Regions from separate parts of the Mus musculus genome. Here all the other regions are linked to region 1. A link is a contact called in public HiChIP or PLAC-seq and promoter capture Hi-C data. All regions are on one chromosome and are shown on one strand. Each heading gives the region's core, a stretch centred on a gene start, on an enhancer-like site or on the middle of the called end of the contact. The rest is flanking DNA. Distances are from core to core; before and after follow the strand shown.

The links. HiChIP or PLAC-seq counts read pairs in DNA pulled down with a chosen protein or histone mark. Capture Hi-C pulls out chosen DNA fragments and counts their contacts.
Region 2: a promoter capture Hi-C map of pancreatic islet shows a contact between it and region 1. The contact joins the promoter of Edem2 here to the promoter of Uqcc1 in region 1. A contact is called at or near these places in 4 of 39 promoter capture datasets (3T3-L1-derived adipocytes, the SN4741 cell line, hippocampal neurons and 1 more) and 2 of 9 other capture datasets (adipose tissue and pancreatic islet).
Region 3: a contact with region 1 is called in a promoter capture Hi-C map of pancreatic islet. The contact joins the promoter of Procr here to the promoter of Uqcc1 in region 1. A contact is called at or near these places in 1 of 484 Hi-C or Micro-C datasets (cerebellum), 2 of 115 datasets of contacts at active chromatin or transcription factors (bone marrow-derived macrophages and embryonic stem cells) and 2 of 9 other capture datasets (liver and pancreatic islet).
Region 4: an H3K4me3 HiChIP or PLAC-seq map of bone marrow-derived macrophages shows a contact between it and region 1, with 3 times the contacts expected there. The contact joins the promoter of Nfs1 here to the promoter of Uqcc1 in region 1. A contact is called at or near these places in 2 of 39 promoter capture datasets (the C10 cell line and the HPC-7 cell line), 7 of 115 datasets of contacts at active chromatin or transcription factors (the 230-238 cell line, the SCID.adh cell line, bone marrow-derived macrophages and 4 more) and 3 of 9 other capture datasets (adipose tissue, liver and macrophages).

Annotation. Positions count from the first base shown.
Region 1 is chr2:155,928,708-155,931,584 of GRCm38.p6, reverse strand. Uqcc1 (ubiquinol-cytochrome c reductase complex assembly factor 1) reads left to right here and starts at 1,275. Exons shown (of 10, transcript NM_018888.4): 1 at 1,275-1,572. The coding sequence starts at 1,549.
Region 2 is chr2:155,727,925-155,731,132 of GRCm38.p6, reverse strand. Edem2 (ER degradation enhancer, mannosidase alpha-like 2) reads left to right here and starts at 1,658. Exons shown (of 11, transcript NM_145537.2): 1 at 1,658-1,902; 2 at 2,132-2,242. The coding sequence starts at 1,796.
Region 3 is chr2:155,749,813-155,753,116 of GRCm38.p6, reverse strand. It overlaps Procr (protein C receptor, endothelial), which reads right to left and starts at 1,900. Exons shown (of 4, transcript NM_011171.2): 1 at 1,653-1,900. The coding sequence starts at 1,719.
Region 4 is chr2:156,142,626-156,145,684 of GRCm38.p6, reverse strand. Nfs1 (nitrogen fixation gene 1 (S. cerevisiae)) reads left to right here and starts at 1,499. Exons shown (of 13, transcript NM_010911.2): 1 at 1,499-1,665; 2 at 2,227-2,318. The coding sequence starts at 1,545. It overlaps Romo1 (reactive oxygen species modulator 1), which reads right to left and starts at 1,532. Exons shown (of 3, transcript NM_001164216.1): 1 at 1,405-1,532; 2 at 1,096-1,226; 3 at 1-83. The coding sequence starts at 1,226.

The DNA.
Region 1 (2,877 bases), core at 26-2,525:
GGCATCCTGACCTTGGGTTCCTAGAATAGAGTTGGGTAATTTCCCACAGGAGTCTCCATCAAGGAGATCAAATTCTAATTAAACCTGAAATGGCCTCAGCAAGAATACAAGACGGAGGAATTGCTCCATTGTCTTACTCTGTCACAAGGTTAATTTAGTCATTTCACACGCAAACATTTAAAAACCAGAAACTCGATAAATATACAGAATTTTGCCAGGTGTGGTAGCAGTTGGGAGACAGAGGCAAACCAAACCAAACCAAACCAAAATTGAGAGGCTGGACATAGTATCATAGGCACTCAGGAGATGAATGCATTTCAAGGCTAGCCTCAGCTACATAGAGCCTGAGGTCAGCCTGGGCTACATCAAATTTTATTTAAAAGGGAGAAAGAAGGGGGCAAAAGATCACCCTGAATCCCACTTTACCTCTCAGTTTCTCCTATAGGCTTTATCCTGCTAAGCTGGCCAAGTAATCACCCATATTGTTTTTATTAGCTATTTATTGTTTCCTTCATATCAGGTGTTTTTTTGTTTGGTTGGTTTTTTTGTTTTTGTTTTTTTACGAGTTGTCTGCCCAGACCTACGCTACCGGTACTTGCCCCACTAACTCACAAGCTCCTCAGCGTTGTCCACACCTTTTTGGTATCCAGTGCAGGCTAAATGAACACTGAATACTCAGTAGGTCTTTATTGACTGGTGGACAGGAAGTGCTTCAGCCTCTAAGCTCTGGCTCCTGGTCAGTCACTGAAGCAGCAATGTCTTCTCTTGTCCACTTCTCATGGGATGTAAGCGTTCTTTGACTGAGACAATCTACTTGCCCATTGCCACAGACAACTCCTCGCATCCTTCTTTCTCCTCAATTACTAATTTTGCTTTGTTTGTTTGTTTGTTTTGTTTTGGAGCCAAGGGTTTCTCCTGGCTGTCCTGGAACTCACTCTGTGGACAAGGCTGTCTTCTAACTCAGAGATCAGCCTGTCTGTGCCTCTTGAGTACTGGGGTTAAAGGCGTGTGCCACAATGCTTGGCCTTCCTTTACTAAGTCTTTCCTATCAGTCAGTATTCAAAGATGTGTTACAGCCAAGCACGAGCCTCAAGCTCCTCTTCTGTCGAGCGTCAGGTCAGTACTTGACCACCTCCTTTTCTGGCTTTCCAGGACTGTGCCCTTAGGTTCTCAGACTCCCAGGCCTCTTTTTTAACTATTGGGAAGTCTGAGCCTTGTGGTCTCCTGGGGGCGGAGTCAGGAAAGAAATGGCTGTTAGGGGTTAACGGAAGGATGAGAGGGATGTGAGAGGCCAGGCCGGGGTGTGTGTAGAGGAAGAACGTGAGCCCTTGTGACGCGCAGCAGCGACTTAAGACCGGCGAGGAGTCTCGCGTCCTGGAACCTCATTCAGATCCACGGCAGGAAAACCGCGGGTGCGCAGTTGCGAAAACTACGCCTGCGCCGCCTCCAGAGCCTGACTACCTTTAGCAAGGGGACAGCGGCTGAGTGGGTGGTGACAATCGGGATTCCGGAAGCCCACCTTTCACCCGGAAATGATTGTGGAGGAACATGGCGTTGCTGGTGCGAGTCCTTGTGAGTGCAGGAGTACTTTTCTAGAGACGCACGCGCGTCTCCAGGTTGGGCTTGGAGAGGGCGGGGCGGGAGGAGCTGGGGAGAAATGGGGGAGCCTGTGCTGTAGCTCCTTTGCGTGGTCGCCTTTCCCCAGGGAAACTGAAGCACCTTTCCACTTCTCCTTACCCCTGTTTTGGCCTTGACTCCACCTTTTTAGAAGGTAGTGGCCTCGGATCTTTATGTAATGAGGATCGTTCTTCAGGATAAAAACACGTGGGGCACTGACTGGAATAGGGGGTTGCGGGGAAGACCGGGGGAGGTGGGTCCAGTCCATGACTGTCACTGTGCAGTGTGACCTTGAGTAAGATACTGGATGGTCCCTGGTCCATGTGAAAAATAAGGACATTTCTCTGTTACAGGCCCCTTTGGATTCTGAGGTTTAGTTTGTTGTAGAAACTTTAAATGAATTTTTACTTGTATAGTTCAGTGGAATGCACAAGTTATTAGAGCAAAAGCTGCAGGAGAAACTGCCCCGTGGCTTTCTCTTTGCCCAGCGTATTTGGCCCAACCTAACACTTGTTGAATGAAGGAAGGAAAGACTTCTAGACTGGTTCTAAGTCTCGTGGGGAGCTCTGTTCAATTCCCACCTGAGATTTGGTCTTAAATCCTCTGGTCTTAAATCCTCTTTAGAGTCACTACTGACTTCTAGGACGGGTTAAGAAAATGACAGAGTGGAATTGGTCCCTACTCATGAAGACATGGGCAGTTTGTAATTTAAGTCAGGCATTTACAGAACTTGGTCAAGGGCACTGTTTTACATAGCAGACATTACTCCTGCCTCTGGCTGTCTTTTGCGTTGTCCATGTGTTTTGCATCAGTTCACTCTGCATTCTACTTAGATTCCTTGCCATCCTGGCAGACTGCTTCTTCAGTTGCTGCTCAAGAGGTTTTGTTTGAGAGGCATGTGCCTGTTACCCAGAGAGTGGTTCATTTGCTGGAGTAATTACAGATGCTAACTAAGGCAGAAGTGGAATTGAGCTCTGAGGGTGACTGGGGAAAATGGTCACTGGCCTGTTGTAAATTATTTATGTGTGCACATGTGCAGCGGCTCGTGTGTGTGTGTGTGTGTGTGTGTGTGTGTGTGTGTGTGTAGTGAGGGTTAATTATTATGCATGCTAGGTAAGGAGTTTACTGCTGAGCCCTACATTATTTTTAAAGACAGATACTTTGGTGGGAGAAAGAGCAGATTGGGCCAGAGACTGAAGTGAACACCTGGATTTACCGTGGCGATTCTCGGACAGCTCTCTTAGATTTCTAGTTCCTCAG
Region 2 (3,208 bases), core at 409-2,908, 200 kb after region 1:
ACCTTTTTATTGAATTTAGGACCCACTTTGGGTTAGATATGGAGTTTAATTTGTTTATCAACTGATGGCACTTTGGGACACTTAATGAGGGATATTTTCAAGAATGCTGGATTGGGATTGGAGAGATGGATCAATGGTTAAGAGTACTAACTACTCTTCTAGAGCACCTGGGTTGAGTCTTAGCACCACATGGAAGCTCACAATACCTATAATTCTAGACCCAGAGGACTCTACACCCTTTTCTGGCCTCAGAGGTGACCTGGCATGCACAAAATTATGTACAAAATCCTCATGTACATAAATAAATAATATTATTGTGTGCTCCAAACTTGCTTATAACTCTTCACCTATGCTTATGTAAGCAGCCCTAATTAAACCTAATCTACCCCAATCACAACCACAAAAAATGACAGTAGGAGGGGTTTGGGAGGAAAAAGGAGGAGAGAAGAATGGTGAAGGTAATGGGGGAGGGGCGGTGACCAGAACATATTCATACATATATGAAATTGTCAAAGAACAAGAATTAACAAACAAACAAACAAACAAACAAACAACTGGGCCAAAGAAGGCAGAGTCTGCCTGCACTTTGCTCAATAAATGGAGCAGCCATTTCCCTCTGAATTTTTCAGCAAAGAAGAGTTGGGCAATGCTAGAATTAAAGAAAAGTTCAAATTAAAAGGATCTCAAATATCAGTTTAGACAAACCCTTTCATAAATGTGGGTGCTGTGCCTGGAGGATGAGAGGGACTCCTTTAAGGTTATATAGGTTATGTGTGAATGGTAGAGTCGTAATGAACCCCAATCGAACTTCAAATCTAGGGTTGTCTACAGCTCATTCCACTGACCAAAGAGAAGGGGGTTGCTGTAGATAGCGCACTAACAGAGTCTAGGACCTAGCAAGAGAGTGGGGAAACTGGCCCAGATGTTCTTTTTATTTTGTTTTATTTTGTTTTTTCGAGACAGGGTTTCTCTGTGTAGTCCTGGCTGTCCTGGAACTGACTTTGTAGACCAGGCTGACCTCGAACTCAGAAATGTGCCTGCCTCTGCCTCCCAAGTGCTGGGATTAAAGGCGTGCACCACCACCGCCCGGCCGGCCCAGATGTTCTTAAAGGAAGAATGCTGGGTCTTCATTCTCACCAGGGATGGCAGCCACTGAGATGGTCCAGGTAAAGTCCTGGGTTGATTTAGAGACTGAAGGGACCGTGATTTCATGGCACCCTAAAGTGAAAGACCGTCATAAATGTATGAATTCCTAGAACAAAAGGGATTTCTGGAAACCTTAAGGCTTTGGGAAAATAATTCTAGAGTTTACTTACACAATGGTTTGTCAAACCCTGTGTCTATTATAGTCAAAGCCGAACATTTTTCATCCATATTTACATAGGCATCTGCTCAAATCTTGAGTACCTGCTAGCCCCTCCTTTAAAAGGTATTTGGAAAAAAAACAAAAATTAACTAGATGGCGCCTGTAAAGTGCTCCTAACACTTTAATTCACCGAAGGTGCTCAACAAACAGAAACTGGGATTGTGAAAACATTATTAACAGCAGCCACAGCAACCACTGTCTTTAAGACACGTTGAACTCCTCTCTGTAGACCAGAAATCCCGAGATGCTCTTTTGCCAGGGCTCCACCGCCCATTGCATCCTGGGCTTTGTAGTCAGGAAGTGAGAGGCTTCTTGCCCAACGCGCAGGCGTCGTGGTGCGTATCCCCGGAAGAACCAGCCGCGGCTCGGAGGATGAGCTGGTGGCGGTGGCTGCAGCTGCTGCGGCGGCACTGACAGGACACGAGCTCTATGCCTTTCCGGCTACTCATCCCGCTCGGCCTCGTGTGCGTGCTGCTACCCCTGCACCATGGTGCGCCAGGCCCCGACGGCACCGCGCCCGACCCCGCCCACTACAGGTGAAGGGGGCCAGGCTCCCGCTCTCTACGGCTGGGGAGTGGCAAGCGCCCACCGGGTCCCTTCCCTTCCCTCCACCCCAGGACCCCCACCCTGACGTGCTCTGGTCCCGCTGCTGGGCCCTCGGCAGAAATCATTTTGTGGTTCCCATTCTCCGTCCTGTGTCTGGTCCTTTCTCCCGCCTGGTTTTGTGTTCTGGCCCCCTACCTTATTTCTCATCCCTCGAACCAGGGAGCGAGTCAAGGCCATGTTCTACCACGCCTACGACAGTTACCTGGAAAATGCCTTTCCCTACGATGAGCTGAGACCTCTCACCTGTGATGGGCACGACACCTGGGGCAGGTAGAGCCAGCTTGAGGGCCAAGGGGGTTGGCCGGGATCATAGGAGGGCTGGTGGCTTCATGGTCTCACTGATTGTGGAAAGTTTCCGACCTGGGCTGATTCAACCCCGTCCCCTCAGTCCAAACCAGCGCTGTCAGAACTACACAGCTTTTCACAGTACAAAAAAGTCTTGGCTTAACTTGGCAGGCTAGCCCTCTGGACTCACCTCAGCCGAACAGGCAACCACGTATGAGGACTTGGGGACATTTCTGGAGTCACAAAATATTTTGAAAAAACTCCCGGGAGTCAGGAAACTCAACTCCTTCATTTTATAGGTGGGCGCACAGGCCCAGGAGGAACGTTATTCTCCCCACAGTTAAGACCCTTTGTAGTTGGTGTACTCTTTATGACTGAAAAATATTTCCCGTCTAGCTTCATACCAACTCCTCTCACCGCCATACATACAAGTCACCTGATTCATTTTCGTTTAGTAATTCTGTGTTACCATATCATCTTTTCATTTTCACTGGAATAAAGAACCCAGTCGAGCAAAGAATCATTGCATTAGCCAAAACTGACACTAGGGCTGTAATCCTGAGTTGGTTTTTGTTTTGTTTTGTTTTGCTTCGTTTTTATAGAATGATTTATTGATTTAGTGCGCACTGGCTGTTTGCCTGTATCTATAACCATGTGAGGGTGTCAGGTTCCCTGGAACTTGAACTACAGACAGTGTGAGGTGCCCTGTGGGTATGAGATGATCAACCAGTGCTCTCAACCACTGAGCCATCTCTCCAGTTGCTGAGGTCTTTTATTTCTTGCTTGCTTGCTTGTTTGAGATAGGTCTCACATAGCTCAGGCTGGCCTCAGACTTACCACATCGCCAACAATGACCATGAACTTGGGGTGCTCCTGCCTCTCCTTCCCAGGTGCTGGATTGCAGGTGCTCCCTCTCACCCCTGCCTCATTATCCTCGTACTACAAATATTT
Region 3 (3,304 bases), core at 651-3,150, 180 kb after region 1:
CCTCGATGCTTTTCCCTCCTTCACAGGGCCAGCCTGCCAAACCCTGGCCTCTGATGAGATCCCAATTCCAGTCCCTGTATCCTCTCCTGGACCACTGTCATCCCGCGGGGGGGGGGGGGGCACATTTCTCAATTTCGTCCTTTTGCTTTGTTTGTTTTTCAAGATAGGATTTCTTAGTGTAGCCCCAGCTATCCTCGGGCTGGATTTGTAAGCCAGGATGGCCTCCAACTCAGGGATCCACTTGTTGCTGCTGAAATTAAAACTGTGCACCAACACACTGGACTTGGTTTTATCCCTTCTTACTGGCTCTCCATCTGATCCAAAAAACCCTTAAAACCCTGCTGGGGTGTGTCCTACCCCTCCCAAATAATAATAGCTAATACCCATGAAGTACTTGTTACGCCTTAGGCACTGTTTTATACACATTATTAACTTATGCATGCCTTCCTACTAATGCTTTAACATGGTAGCTACTATTATTAACCCCTTGTGTATGGGAATCTGAGGCCAAGATGGTAAAGCAAACCAAGATTTGAATACTGGTAGCTGAAGCTAACCTGCCAATCTGAAGTCATTGCCTCTCCGTAGGACATCTGTCCACAGGACGGATCTCAGAGTCTAGGCTCAATCTGAGATCCACAGTAAGTTATCTGGCCCTAGTTGCCTTTTCTGGCGAATCTCCGTGTTCAGTTTTATCAAATGGCTTGGAGTTCCTCATGCCGACTTTTGGCCACCATATGAAGAGCTTGTCCAGGTTGCTCTCTGCTGCCCTTGTTCTGCCTGGCGAATCTCTATTGAAGCTGGGTTTGATTATCTGTCTTCAGTACCCAGGAAAGGGCTTTGGCAGTGTTGGCATTGTAACACCCCCCCACTCTCTCTCTCTCTCTCTCTCTCTCTCTCTCTCTCTCTCTCTCTCTCTCTCTCTCTCTCACACACACACACACACACACTGTTGCGTTGGAGAAGTTGATTTCTGTGTTTGCAAGTGTGGATATACTGGTGTGAGTAACCTCAGCAATGACCTGCAATGACCTTTAACTGTTCTGTGACCAAGTTTTCATCTTAGTAAGATTAGTGTGATAATATGGCGCACCACAAGTCAATGTGTGCATAAGATACAGTAGTCACTCTAAATATTGCCCCTCTGAGGGAGAAATGGAGGCTATAGGGAGTGGGGGGAGCTGGGCATCGATAGTGTTTGGCAATTAATTCCCCTTTTCTGTTTAAGAGCTTCCAGCAGCCTGATCTTCTGGCCTTGGCTCTTCTGCCCCCATCTCCCACCTCATCAGCTACATCTCCTGTCTTTCTCCTCCTTCCCATCACAACCTCCACACTTATCTCAGCTTTCCTAGGGTCTCCCTATCTGTCCATCTCATATCTCTTCCTGCCTTCCCAAGACTGACACTGCTCTCCTTGCCTTCTCACCTTGTTCTTATTCTCTCCACAGGTCCCTTCCACCAGCTTCCCCAGCCTTCTCCGGAGAGTTAACTGGACTTCCTCACCCTGTCTTTGAAACAGGAACCAAAGCCCAGGACCCAGCAGCTGTAGACATCCATGCTGTGTGGGCTTAGTTGTCCTATAATTAGGTCAAAGTTCCCAAATACACCAAGTCCCTAGAACACCCCCAGGCAGGAGCCTTGACCCAAACTCACCATCGGAGTTACAAAGGGCGCAGCCAGGCAGCAGCAGCAGCAGTAGCGGCAGAAACTTCGTCAACATCCTGGAGTTCTGGGTCCCACCTGGGTCGGGGCAGGCTCGGGTTCCTCAGGCTGCTGATTAGGAAAGAGAAGGGAGGCTGTCCGGGAGGGGCCGGAGCAGAGCGGAGGATGGAAAGAGAACGCGTGCAGGAAGAGGGAGTCAGGCTTTTAAAGTGTTACTTGGATCTGTCTCATTTCCTACTAGGGGGCCTGGCTCGCCTCGGCCCCTCCCAGCTGTGGGCCCTCCTGCCTGGACCTGCCTGTTTCTCCTCCCGCTGCTTGCTTCCGAGGCTTGAGGAGGAGCGGAAAAGGGGGAGAAGGGCTTGGCGAGAAGTCCGGTAGGTCGCCGCTGAGTCAGGGGGGTGGGGCGTCTGCTTTCGATGTTGCCGACTCTGTAGAGATGACGGGGAAACTGAGGTCAAAAGAGATGTAGGGATTTGCCCAAAGTTTGTACGTCCCGATGACGGCAGATCCAGGATTGGAATCTAACTTTCCAGGATAACTGCCTATAGTTTATCAGAAGTTTAAGTACACAGGAATTACACAACTGGAGGAGAGGGGCTCTCAGAAATAGTCACAGAGTCGAGTGAGTAAAAAAGAGTTCATTGTGGCAGAGATTTAGGAACGCTCTAGATAAATCTCAGCATCGGACAGGTCATAGTCATTTAGTGGCAATGACATCACAAATTAGTATGTCTTTTGAAAAAATGAAGTAGGACAGAATAAGAAATTTGATGCATCATCCTTAGTAAGCAATATTTCCTGAAATATGTGTTCACTTATATAAGGACGTTTCTGTCTGTGCATTTTCAACTTTAAAAAAAAAAAAAAAAGCCGGGCGTGGTGGCACACGCCTTTAATCCCAGCACTTGGGAGGCAGAGGCAGGTGGATTTCTGAGTTTGAGGCCAGCCTGGCCTACAGAGTGAGTCCAGGACAGCCAGGGCTACACAGAAAAACCCTGTCTCAAAAAACAAAAACAAAAACAAAAACAAAAAAAAACAAAACAAAACAAACACCCAAAAAAACCAAAAAAACCAAAAAACCATAAAAACCCAAACAGGGTCTTACTATCCATATGAGGTTGGCTTTGAACTCACAGAGCTCCAACTTACCCTGCCTTCTGAGTGCTGGGATTCAAGATATCAGCCACCATGACCAGTATCTTATACTTTTTAAGTTAGTATGTATAGTAAGGGGTTTCATTATGGCATATATATACACATACACACACACACACACACACATATATGTGTGTGTGTGTATGTATATGTATGTAAATATACATATACGTATATACATATATGTGTATATATGTATGTATATATATATTTATACTTTGTTCTTAGATATCCTCCCAGACACACACGCTTACATGTGTGAATGCACACACACACCCCTAGCTTCCACATATGAGTGAGAACATGCAGTATTTGACTTTCCGAATCTAGTTAATTCACTTAACAGGCTGACCTACAGTTTCATTTGTTTTCTTGAAAATGTTACAATTTAACCTCCCCCTTTGCCTAGAGTCTCATAGAGCTTATATGCCACATGCTCTTTATCCATTCCTGAATTGATGACGTGCGGGTATGTTTCTGTGATGGGT
Region 4 (3,059 bases), core at 250-2,749, 210 kb before region 1:
CCATGAAAGTGCCAAACGTGCCGCCACTCTGCATCATGGTTTTCCCAATGCCGCCCATTAGCTCCCGACCCCGCATTCCGATCCTGAGGAGGAAACCAAGAAAGCAATTTGGGAATACAATTACAGGAATAGAGATTTGAACTAAGTACCCCCCTTTAAAATCTGTTGAATATATTAAGCACTAACAGCTTGACAATCTCATTTGTCATTCTTAAAATGCTACTCTTCCCCACATAGGATTAGCAATGACAAGGAAAATATCTATCTAGGGTCTCTAGGACCTGTGCTGAATGCTGCATTAGTTTGTAGATGCAGAGATAATGAAGTACATGGGCAAGAAAGCAGTCGTGTTTGTGCCTCTATGGTATTTTATCATTGAGTAGCCAGTTTTCTTCTAGATAATTCCTTAGTGTTTTGTTTTGTTTAACCTAGATTGAGTCAAGCGCTGCAATTTATAAACTGCATAAAGTGTAAAATGGACATTACAGACTCGGTAACTACACTTTTTAATTTATTATTTATTATTATTATTATTTATTTTGAGACGGTTTCTCTGTGTAACAGCCCTGGCTGTCTGGAACTCACATTTATATACCAGGCTAGTATCGAACTCAGGAATCTGCCACTCCGTCCAGAGTGCTGGTGGATTTAAGGTGCTCACAGCTAATGCTCGGTGGTTAACTACAGTACTTAGCACTACAATTAAACTAGTGCTGGGTAAATAGTAATTTATAAGCACAGTATCCAAATGTGATAGCAGTTTATCTCAGAGGTAGAATATTTCACTACACCTAATTCTCATCAGGCTTGCTTCATTACATGCAGTTGGGAGTTAAAACGCCATGCAACAATAATAACCCTTCGCTAAGTAATTACGACGTGCCAGATAATGTAAATCATACTAATATGATTGGCTCTTACAAAAGTGGAGGTAAGTGTCCAGTACTCCACTAAACTCAATAACACTGAACTAACAAAGGAGTCAGAAAGCCATTTTGACTTTAGAACTCAGATCCGTAAATCCTGTGCTTTCAACCTCGTCTGAGTGGGCTCTGGAGCCCTCGGAAGGCAGGAAGTTCTGTCCGCGAGGCTCACCTGAGACAGGAGAAGGTGCCGAACAGCGCCCCGGCCGCCATACCCACTGCGCAACCCATGACGAAGCCCATCTTCACGCGGTCGAAGCAGCTGGGCTGGGACTGCCCGTAGGGACCCACGGCCACCGGCATCTGCGGCGAGAGTGCTAGGACAGTGAGGGCCTGGTCACCAGCCGTGGCGTCGGCCAGGGGACGCACAGCAGGGTCACATAGCACCCGGGTCAGAAGCCAGCCCGCGGCACGCCTCCACCACCCTCGCGATGGAGGACCCCGCACGCGCGACGCAGGCCACTGTCGGGCCCCACCTCACCTCGTTCTCCGCTGCGATCGCTCAGCTCGACGTCTCACTCCGAATGCTAGGCGGAGGGCGCTCGCGGTCCGTGGGATCGCTTCCGGAGCACAGCGCAGTTACTTCCGGGAGCATGGGCTGAGGACTTGCAAGCGCCGCGGATGGTGGGCTCTGTGGCTGGGAACATGCTGCTGCGAGCCGCTTGGAGGCGGGCGTCGTTGGCGGCTACCTCCTTGGCCCTGGGAAGGTCCTCGGTGCCCACCCGGGGACTGCGCCTGCGCGGTACGTTCCCTTTCCTTTTCGTTCCCACGGTTTCTGGAGGAGCGAACCCCCTTGGGTCGGTGCTGCTAAGCACTGCATTATTGCGGATCCTACCCGCCTTGTTCCATCGCCCAGTCTCTTAAACCTTCCCGTCGCCCGGTCTCCTATTTGTTTTCGGGAGGGCCCTTACATACTGCTCCGCACTTCCCTTGAGCGGAATTCTCATCCTTCAGTTCTCTCCTGACCAAGTCTTAAAGATGCTAGATGAGCTTCCTCCTGCCGTGAACCTTTGAAGGAACCTGCGCTTTTCACTTTTCTTCTAAATGGCTTTGCTTTTTACAGCTCGTCCCACTCGGTGCTATGTAGTTTAAACATTGCCCCCGACTGCTGCTGCCCGCGCCCTTTCCAAGAACCCTGTGTCTATTACTTAACTCGATGTCTTTCAGCGCGTGTTGTTGTTTGTTTACTTTGACACTGGACCTCCGCCTTCCTTAAATTCACCTCAAAGAAGCTTTGACCATCTGTTGTTTTGTGTGCCCTTCGTCCACGGTTTCTCACTTTGCCACTGCTATCTGTTGTTAGTTGTAGATCATGGCCCCCATTCGCCTGTTCACTCAGAGGCAGAGGCAGTGCTGCGACCTCTCTACATGGACGTACAGGCCACCACTCCTCTGGTAAGGACTAACAGAGGTTCTTTGTAGGGAGGAAAGGTTAGAAGGACAAATTTCACCGACAGGCTAAAATTCATCCGACTTGAGAACTATTAAATGTGCTAGGAAAAGGAGCTGCCAGGAATCAGGAGGCTAAGATGTTAGTTTAGTAGAAAAGGCTTTACTGTTTTTTAGCTACTGACCCTGTCAGATCCTTCCAGTACAGGCATTATAACTAATAGTAATTGCTCGGGTGTTGGAGCTGGACAGTGTGGCATGGGTAGTTTGAGTGAGCTTAAGACCAGCCTAAGCCACATAGGGAGTTTCAAACCTATGTTGTTATTTTGTTTTGTTTTTAATTTTATATATACACAAGGACACTGTAGCTATGCTCAGACACTCCAGAAGAGGGCATCAGATTCCATTACAGATGGTTGTGAGCCACCATGTGGTTGCTGGGAATTGAACTCGGGACCTCTGGGAGAGCAGTCAGTGCTCTTTAACTGCTGAGCCATCTCTCCAGCCCCCTCAAACTTTTGTTTGTTTGTTTGTTTGTTTGTTAAATGTGCCAGGCATTGGTGGCACATGCCTTTAATCCCAGCATGGGGGGCGGGGGCAGAGGCTGGCAGATTTCCGAGTTCAAGGCCAGCCTGGTCTACAAAGTGAGTTCCAGGACAGCCAGGGCTATACAGAGAAACCCTGTCTCAAAAAACCCAAAAAGAAAAAAGAAAAGAAAAGTGTGTATCAGCACACCTGGCAGGCTTA